Regions from separate parts of the Mus musculus genome. Here regions 1 and 2 are each linked to region 3. A link is a contact called in public promoter capture Hi-C data. All regions are on one chromosome and are shown on one strand. Each heading gives the region's core, a stretch centred on a gene start, on an enhancer-like site or on the middle of the called end of the contact. The rest is flanking DNA. Distances are from core to core; before and after follow the strand shown.

The links. Promoter capture Hi-C pulls out the DNA fragments that hold promoters and counts their contacts.
Region 1: a promoter capture Hi-C map of the C10 cell line shows a contact between it and region 3, with 5 times the contacts expected there. The contact joins the enhancer-like site here to the promoter of Fbxo8 in region 3. A contact is called at or near these places in 11 of 39 promoter capture datasets (the 3T3-L1 cell line, 3T3-L1-derived adipocytes, the C10 cell line and 6 more), 6 of 115 datasets of contacts at active chromatin or transcription factors (acute myeloid leukemia, bone marrow-derived dendritic cells, embryonic stem cells and 2 more) and 2 of 9 other capture datasets (adipose tissue and embryonic stem cells).
Region 2: a promoter capture Hi-C map of liver shows a contact between it and region 3. The contact joins the promoter of Hpgd here to the promoter of Fbxo8 in region 3. A contact is called at or near these places in 3 of 39 promoter capture datasets (the C10 cell line and liver) and 2 of 9 other capture datasets (adipose tissue and pancreatic islet).

The regions. Positions count from the first base shown.
Region 1 is chr8:56,069,378-56,072,473 of GRCm38.p6, reverse strand. All of the region lies in intron 5 of Glra3 (glycine receptor, alpha 3 subunit), which reads right to left. Among named protein-coding and RNA genes, the nearest start is that of Glra3, 130 kb to the right of the region's middle. Within about 2 kb of position 1,448, at least 17 of the 459 cell types and tissues checked have an H3K27ac peak or open chromatin away from gene starts, as enhancers often do. A contact at or near this core is called in acute myeloid leukemia, where this site is marked.
Region 2 is chr8:56,293,235-56,296,245 of GRCm38.p6, reverse strand. It overlaps Hpgd (hydroxyprostaglandin dehydrogenase 15 (NAD)), which reads right to left and starts at 1,694. Exons shown (of 7, transcript NM_008278.2): 1 at 1,534-1,694; 2 at 1,184-1,307. The coding sequence starts at 1,626.
Region 3 is chr8:56,549,203-56,552,629 of GRCm38.p6, reverse strand. Fbxo8 (F-box protein 8) reads right to left here and starts at 1,476. Exons shown (of 6, transcript NM_015791.4): 1 at 1,254-1,476. Cep44 (centrosomal protein 44) reads left to right here and starts at 2,064. Exons shown (of 11, transcript NM_001009951.1): 1 at 2,064-2,085.

The DNA of each region.
Region 1 (3,096 bases), core at 199-2,698, 480 kb after region 3:
ATGAATGAGGAGCTAGATGGATCAGGCAGTGAATTTAGTTCTTATTTTAAAGAATCTTTGGGTTCAACATGATGTCATATGAACCACATTCTGCTGCCACATGCATGACCTTCCCCTATTAATGACTTTAAAGATAGAACATTTTTCTGTCTCAATGGGGATTTTAATGACAAAAGCTAGTGAGTAAGAAAGATGGTGTACTAACTCCTTTAGAGGATGGAAATAGGTTGAGGTTATATATGTAATATGAGTAAATATCTTAAATAACATTGTAAAGGAATATAATAATAGAACAAGTACTTGGGGAGCAGAGAAATGAAGTATGGGAAAGAGTGGGCAGGGGTGAATGTCTAGAAGCTTACAGAGGGTCAAGTTTTTTAGTATGTATCTCTGGAGAAATAAAATATTCTGAGAAATGAGGGTATCTTAGAGAACAAATAGAAGGAGCAATGTAGCATCTGAGAAGTAGAAAAAAATAATTACACAGAGTTTGGTATGCTCACAGGCAGACACTGTGTTAGTGATAGCCAAGCTGAGTACTGAATCCCCACAACTATGAGAACGTGCAGACCAGAAGGCAGAAAGAAATGATAACCAGTAGGAACCTAGTTTGGGATCATGAGGATAAAGCTATTCTATTAATAAGATACTATGTTCTTATTAACTCTTCTGGATTGTTATTTGACTACAGAGTCATTTAACTTTTAGATAAACATTTGATGTGTTATAATATTAGGATTTCAAGAGCAGTTGGACAGCAGTCATTGATGATGGTTTAGCAACCTTTAGCTGGTCAAAATGCTATTTTGTTTTGGGGGTTAAGAAAGAGAAATATCTGTAGCATATTGTTGCCAAGCTTTCTAAGGCTTTGGATTTGGGAAATGCATAATGGTGTGCTGTTCAAATCTCTGGATGATTAATCACATCTGGATGACAGGGGAGCCCCAGAAAAATGATATTTAACTAAAGGAAAGCACAGAGATTTGGTATTTATTTATGTGAGCTACATGGACAAATACATAAGGGAGGACATAGAGTGTGATATTTTACTGGTTGAAGTATAGTTGGAATCTAAAGTGGTTTGCTGCTGGGATCATAGTCTGACACTGCCAACCGATACCTTCTTTTGAAAGTTGACGTCAATTTTAACAACTAGGACTACAGCCAGGAAGAAAGGAATGAAGAAAAAATATAAACCAACCTTTTCTTATAAGTATTGGAGATGTATATCTTGTGGAGAAATCTTAGGACTATCATAGTGACAGTTTATAAATAGACTCACCAGATTCGGACGCACTCTAGCAGGCCCAAGCATGGTAAACATGGCACTGGCAGGCCTTGCCCTTCCCCCTTCCCTCTCCCTTGCTCAACCATAGATTACTTCACTAAAGCTAGCCATGAAGGTTTATTCCCTTGGTTAGAGACTTCCTCCTTCTGAGGCTCACAATCAAGGAACACCAGCAATCAAAAGCTCCCTTTGGCTTACCTAATTAGCATGCCCAGTCAAAACAAACCAACTCATTCTAACCTTAAAGGGGTTCCTCTTACTGCTTTATGGACTGTGTTTTGCCTCTGAGCCATGGCTGTCTCATTCCCTAACCAGAGGTAGTCCTTTATCATTCAGGGGGAAATACCCCTTTCTCTCTTCCTTGCTTGGGTCCCCTTTTTCCTTGTTCTTTGTTCCCATTCTTTGTCTCTTTTCCCCTGACATTTGTCTCTCTGGGGCAAATAAACCTTTTTTGTGTGTGTGTTGAGAACTTAGTCTTGATGTGTCCTGTGCCAACTGTAATCCTTCCAGGTTTAAAGGTGACTAATGTTTGTATAATGTCTTTGAGAGTTACTAAGTCACAGTTCACTGTTTATTTAATTGTTTTCTGCCATATGGGAAAAACATCTTTAAGTATTGTTGGCTTATCTTTGAAGTAGAAATAAGCCTATTTCATTACTTTGTAACTAGGATTAAATCAGGAAATATATTTGAAAGACATAAAATCATGAAGCTATTTGTGACACCATCACTTTATAAGCTGGTGGCTGCATCACATTTTTTATTATATGGCCATGTGTTTAGAAGATCTGGTAATGGAAAAGTCCAGTTACAAAGATGTGAGCTAAAGAGGTGGTAAAAGTCACTGCTGTTGCAAGGGATGTGCTGCTTGAAGTACACATAGGAGTGTATTCTACAAGAAATGCATTCACCAGCCAATATTTTCAACTTGAGGGAGATTTTTCTTCCTAACTAGCATTGTAACTACAGAGATTAAATAACAAATACTCACAAACAAGAACCATCTGTATCTCTGAGTAAGCAAAGAAAAAGCACAACAGTACTTAATCCAAACTCTTAAATTATGAGAGAGTTTGGATAATGGTAGAAATTATTAGGACATAATTGTTAAAAATATTATCACAAACTCTATTTTTTAAATAGCTAAATTTAGTATAAGATCCATAGTAAGCAATCTATATATCAGACCTGGCTATGAATTTAATCTCAACATGAAATTGTCAATCGTAAAAAGCTTTCTATGTTTAAAGTTCTGTCATACACCTCCACAAAACCCTGCCCCTACTTTTAGACATTTCTTTTCCCAAAAAACCTTTAAGTACATTTCAAAGGTTCTCTTTTCTCCCTCCCCTCCCCTCCCCTCCCCTTCTCTCTTCTCTTCTCTTCTTCCCTCCCCTCTCCCCCTCCCCTCCCCCTCCCTTCCCCTGCCCTCTCCCCCCTCCCCTCCTCTCCCCTTCCCTTCTTTACCTTTCCTTTCCCTCCCTCCCTCCCTCCCTCCCTCCCTCCCTCCCTCCCTCCCTTCCTTCCTTCCTGTCTTTCTTTTCTTTTCTTTTTTCTTTTTTCTTTTGTTTTTTGTTTTCTTCTTTCTCTTTCTTTTTTCTTTCTTTCTTTCTTTCTTTCTTTCTTTCTTTCTTTCTTTCTTTCTTTCTTTCTTTCTTTCTTTCTTTGTTTCTCTTTGCTTTCTCTAAATTGACATTGAAGCCCTTTTCTCATTAAAGAGAATTTTTTTTTTTTTTTTTTTTTTTTTTTAGAGATTTAGGGCACTGGAGATGATTGTATTTACTATTTTGTTTCTCTTTTGTTGTTGA
Region 2 (3,011 bases), core at 445-2,944, 260 kb after region 3:
TTTTAAATACTGGCAGAATAACACATTAAATACCATGCGTGAAGCCATATAATTTATCTTTACTGGTCCCTAGTCCAGTAGCATGAATGTTGGGACTGGGCATGACTGTCATTGAAACTAAATGATATAGTATCAATAAAACCATTCTCTGGCAAAGGATGTTCTATTATGACTTCTCTTAAAGATCTCTTCTACTCATAAAGGCTACCTCTACTATCGGACAGATTAGCATTTTCAGATGTTAATGATGTTCTCTTTAATCCAATTACCCCTATCTTAGGTCCACTGTCTTCTAATGGATCCGTCCATTTTTATTCATAGGGTATATTCTAAGATGTAAGAAACCTAAGATCTCAGGATTCCATTGATAGACACTGTAGAGCAGGTTGGGTTTGTATTCTGACTTCCAGATTAAAAAGGTGCCTACCGATTTACTTTGTTTATTTGAACAATGCCCTTTGAAACATCTTTTTTTTTTCTATATTTTCCTGGAGAAATTATCTTTAGGGAAATCCTTTGAGCCCTCTATACAGCCAGTGTGCATTGCTGATGACAATATTCTTCCTGACATTTCACAAGTAGATGGATCTATTTTAAGAGACCACAGAAAAACAGGAAAACATTGGGGAAAAGCGATAGAGCCTTTTCTTCTTTAATTCTAAAGAAGAAGAAATTTAACGCCATACAGTTATTATTTTAAGTGCCATCTTAGAGGGGAAACCGAGCAAAGATCTGGCTAAAAGCAATTGCTTTGCCTGTGACCATGACCTGGAACTTGGCGTCTGAAGTGTCTAAGCGAAAGGCACGCTGAGTTTGATTGTTATTGGAGAAGTCTTCCAGCTCTCTGAGAACTGCTTGCCATAGTTCCGCAGCCTGTCCCCCTCACTGGGTAATTAACTGTAGCAGCACTGTCTTCGAATACACAAAAGATTTGATTACATTCTGTGCTGCCAAGTGGCTAAAACAGAAGGATTTCTTAGGCAGTCCTGTCTTACTTTTTATGTCCATTGGGTTATCAGAAAGAAGCACAGAAATTCAAACTATCCATTGGAGTTAGAAGGTCACAGCTTCCCGTGAGAGAGCGTTGCTGGCTCTCAGCCTTGTCTGCTCCTACCTGGCAGTCAGGTTGCTGCTTGCACAAGGTGTGTTCCCGAGTCTATGGATTGATTCCCCAACGTCTTACCTCTCAGTTGTTTCTGGTCAGCCACATCACACTGGACGAACAGTGTCTTCTGAGGTTCGAACTGCTCATCTAGGGCAGCTTTACATTTTACACCTGCCTCAAGATTCCAATCCACCAATGCTACCTACAAACAAGAAAAGAGGGAGCGGGTCTCCTATGAAGGAAACAGCCGCCACCAAGCCACAGACACACAAGCAATGGATAAAAAAGACGCTCCCTTCTTAGACCTCAGAATGTGCTCATCCAAGTTCGGGTTCTCTGCCAGCAGCGTTGGAGGTCGGCTTGCGAGCCTGGGGCTCGGCACCCCAGGGGCTCCGGCGGCGTGTGGGTGGACACGGAGAAGTCCTTACCTTGGCGCCATGGAGCAGCAGAGCCTCAGCGAAGGCTTTGCCTATGCCCTGTGCCGCGCCGGTCACCAGAGCCACTTTGCCGTTCACGTGCATGGCGGGTCGCGTCTCTGCGGGTGGTGGGCGAGCTCAGAGTCTGGACGCCGCAGCAGCTTTTATAGCCCACTCCGTGCGCGTGTGCAGCGGCCCTAGGAGCTCTCTTGCCAGTGGGCGGGGATGAAACTGTCAAGCCAGCGCCTAGGAAACCGACATTGTGTCACCTGCCCCTGAGCACCAGGGTAGGGTCGGCGCACAAGGTGATCTTTGCCTTCTAGGCTTTCAGCTGTTGCAGATTCCCCAGCAGGAATTTTCCCCAAGCCTCTGGCTGCATGAACACAGTGAGCTAAGAGAGGAAAAGCTGAAAGGAAGGAAGACAAACTTTCTGGAAAAGTTTCTTGAACGACTCAAAAGTTAATCTTACAGGAGAGAAGAGAAGAGGCTTGGAAACTTGGATTTCTCCTCACAGCCTCAATAAATATTAAATTAAAAGCAAGCAAAAGAAGGAATCAAAAACAATATTTTAAGGGGCGTTGCTGTGCACGTGTGTGTGTGTGTGTTAAGCTTTTTCATAACTTCTCATTTCATAAACAAATATAGTTATGGGCTTGGGGTGAGTGAGGATAACGCTTTTATTTACTGACGTTTTGTACAAACAGTGAGCACAAGAGTTTAATTTTGCTCTGACTCCCAAAACCTGAATCGTGTTCCAACGCCAGAGTTTTAAGAATCTTCCTGGAGTTTCTGTCTCAGATCAGTGTCCATTGTGTGTCATATTGAACTGTCCTTAGTCATGCCAGCATCAGTGGTAGCCTTGCATATTGTGATTTTGATGGAAGTTTACTTGCTGGACCACCTTGGCTCCTATGGCTCAGTAATCCAGATTTGGTATTGAGGTCCCCAGACCTGCAGGAACTGGAGCCCTGACTTTATGCCAGGGTGACTGTTTGCCAGGACACGAGTCCACTGACTAAGTCCCTTTCTCACGTTCACAGCGGCAGGCTTCAAAGTGCGTTCTGTCAGTTTAATTCATTGGCATTTATTTTCAGGCACAAAGACATCTGAGCACGCGGGAAGCCCGAGATTAACAGCAGAATGAGTTCTTTGTGTACTTTGCCTGCTTAGTGAAGGAAGCCTTGGTGAATGTGCCCGGTTCCTCAGGGAAGTGTTTGGAGAGGCTGCAGAAAATACAGAGTTGGTGTTAAGCCAACTGGTTTCAAAGTTGCCTTGAAACTAGATCTTGAAAAAAAATGCTGAGAAGATAGGAACATATTTATATCCAGCATTGTACTGAGAAGGGGAAGTAGAGGCACTGTATTTTAATTTTTTCTTTATTCTAGAGAATTTCATGCACATATACAAGGAAATATGTCTTGCTCCCTCCAAGTTTCCTCAGATGCCCGAACAACCCCTCCTCTCTTATTGTTTTTTTTCTCCCAAGTAAA
Region 3 (3,427 bases), core at 227-2,726:
ACTTGACTCAAAGAAACCAAGATAGTACATGTTTGTTGTTTTAAGCTGCATTAAATTTGGGGATAATCATAAACCAGCAATATGAAACTAATGACGATACTTAGGTAATTGTTAATTTAGAAAAACTGTATAAGCAAGAAGTTTCTGAATTAACCTGAAAATAATAAATTTATTTATTGTTCATTCTGAGACCTGCTCTACATTGTAAAAACAAAACAAAAACAAAAACAACAACAACAACAACAAAAACCTTTCACAAAGGTAGCCGGAAGCTCTTCTCGTCGGAGTGAAAGTGCCAAAGTCCAAAGAACCAAAGCAAAGAGAAGAGTACTTAGTGACCTGTTGCAAAACCATACTTCCAAGCCTTTGGAAGGCCAAGAAAAAGGATTGCTAGCTAGGGACAGTCGGGGCTACACAGTGAATTCTGAGCCAGCCTGGAGTACACAGGAGACCTTGTCTCAAAATACAAACAAAAACGGAGTGCAAACACTGACATGAACAACAGTTTGTATTCAATTGCAGTATTGAGGGTAATGAAGAGAATATGGCGCGCGCGCGGGGTGGGGGTCTTTACAAATAAATGTCTCATTTATAAATTAAGTAGTCACAATTATTAATTAGTAAATACAGAACGAAAAATAAACCAGAAATATATCGAGTAAGAATTGCAAACTTCTATGGTTTTTGTCTAGACAATGTGTACTGAGTAATACGATGTGGAAAGTGGAGCGTAGCCACAGAAAAACAAAACGAAAAGGAAAGTGTTGAACCAATTTTACAGTCTGTTTGGAGACTGTAGCAACTAGCAATCAGCGGAGGTCTTAAACTGGATATGTTTGAATTCGTATTAAGGGGACGCCGTAAGAAATGAAGCGTGCCTTGGCATCGAACGACGCTGTAACCACCACAAAAGCAATACGTGAAACTGAAGAAAGTAACCTCCACCGTTTGTCATCTTTCAAGAGGGACGACACCACGTCGCTACCGCGAGTCCCAAATCGACCTCTATACCAATGGCCTAGAAACAGAAGAGACTCACACCCGCCTCTCGATTCTGATACACCATTTTAATAAGCCACCGCTGCTGTCACTCAAAATGTCTCACAGTACCCATTGGTCCTAAACTGTTGCTTGCTGGGCCAGGGCTATCAAGTGGCAAGCATCCCTACCCCTCACTTCGGAGGAGAAAAGTGAGAGCGTCCGGGCGGGCGGAAGAAGCAAGGCATTGGAAGCCTCTGTGCCGACGCGAGTACCTGAGCGACCTGGGATCTCCACCGCCGCCGCGACGACTCGGCCTGTGGGCGGGGGCTGTCAGCCGAGAAGAAAATGGCTCAGCCGGGAACTGGTGCCCAAGCCATGGAGAGGCCTGTCCAGAGCGCACGTGTTCGCGCTGGAGAACACGATGGCTGCGAGGGAACCAGAAGCCGCCCCAGACTCCCGCGAAGTCACAGCACCTCTGCCTGCAGAAGCCCGAGTGGCGGACCTTGCAAGGTTTTGACGTTTCCTATTGTTGCCGGAAGTGACGTCGAGGAGCGGCTCCTTAAAGGAAAAAGATTTCCGTTTTCCTCATTCAGATTCGCCAAAAAGTCTTTACTTTTCCGCTTCTCATTCTGAACTGCTTTGGCCATCAAAATTATGCTAATTTGAAATGTGACATTCAATAAAAGACATGTAATTGATAAGACTTTAACGACAGTAGAGTATCCTGAAGAAGCTGCGCGAACGGAGTGTGGAATCTGCATCTAGGAATGCCAGCATTTGGGGCAGCCTCTGGCTCGGAATGTTTAGCCGCTGTTCGAACTCTCGGCTCGAACTCTGAGTTCTAAAAACAAACCGTCGGCACGAGGGGCGACCCGAGGCGCGGGCGTAAGGCTCTGGGGCTGCAGACCCGGTTCCCGCCACGTTCTCGGGTTTCTAGTGCTCCCTTCTTCTTTCTGTGTTGGTACGGTAGCCTTGGGAACCTTTCAGTTTGCTTAGGGGCTGCTGGCTGAGCCAGAGCTCGTGGACCTGCTGTGCTCTGGCTTGGACGAAGGTGGCCCTTCTGCTGTCCTCACCGAGGTTCCTGGGTTGTAGGCGAATGATCAGGTCTACCTTTTCATCCCTTTAAATTTAGAGGCAGAAAGGGAATTCGAGATGGGACTTGCTTGTGTACCAGCTGGTATGGTTTTGGAAGGCATCAAGTAGAATGAATCGGAGTCTGCCCTCTTTGAATTGTTTTGTAGATGCCTTTAAGTTTCTTTCCGTCAAAAATACATCTAGCTTCAAAAGACTGTCCGGAATAGAAAAAGTACTCCTTCCTTCGTGTTCTCTTTGTTTTCATCTTCATGGTGTCTCCCCCCCCCCAAAAAAAAAAAAAAAAAAGAATTCTCCATCTACTTTGAGGCCTATGATTGCTCTGTATGAAAAGAAAACTAATTTTAACATATGTATTCTAGACTTACTGCTACACTAGACTGTTTTACAGAATTATTTGCAAGCATTTTAACAATGTTTTATGCGTGAACACAGCGGTTCCCTCATCGGATCTTACAACAGCATTTTCCTAGTATCTATTACGGAGAGATTTTGTAAGTTTAGTTTCTACAGATTTGTATCCCTTTATCTTAAAGTTTGTCTTTTAGATATGTCAAGCGGAATTTCAAAATCCTAGCTATCCACTGTGATTATTAAAGGCTAGTTACTTTATCCTGGGCAAAATGATTTTGGAGTCCTGTGACATGTTTTTAAAGACCTGTAGCAGCTACGAAATTGAGCTGGGTTTGAAACAAAGTATCTTAAACTGCAAAGCTGGGGGACTAGCTCAGTGGTAGAGCCATTGGGTATGCCAAGATCCTGAGATCGGTTCCGTTCCCCACCAAAGCCATCTTGTGCGGTGCTCACAATGTCTTCCAGCAATTCGGTTGGTGGATTTGATTTGTTCCTAACTCTTCAGAAAGCTAGGTAGACCAGTGAGACCTTAATGATTGAATCTGTATATGGTCTTCATTTAATATCCTGTGATAAGTAATATAAAGTGAAAATGCTAATTTTTAAGTAACAGTTTAATTTTATCTCAGATTAATTATGGTCAAGTGTAAAGTATGTTTCAGTACTTGATTAGCTTCAATTCATAGTAATAATTTTAGTATTTACTAATTAAAAAACACTAGGAAAGCCTTTCTTGAAAACATACTTCTATGATCTTGTTTTTTTAAAAATACCTTTATGTTTTTCTCTTCTGTCATATCTTTTCCCTCCACCTACAGATACAAGCTGTACTTGAATCTTACTCTTCTTTAAAATGTTTATTGTGCTGGTAATGAAGAGGATGTGTTCCTGGGGCATACTTTAGTGTCCGAAATTTCATTACCAGAAGTAGAAATAATGTAAAGATAAATGCCTTCTATGATACCAGCAAAAGAAAAGGTAGCACCGAGTATTGGATAAA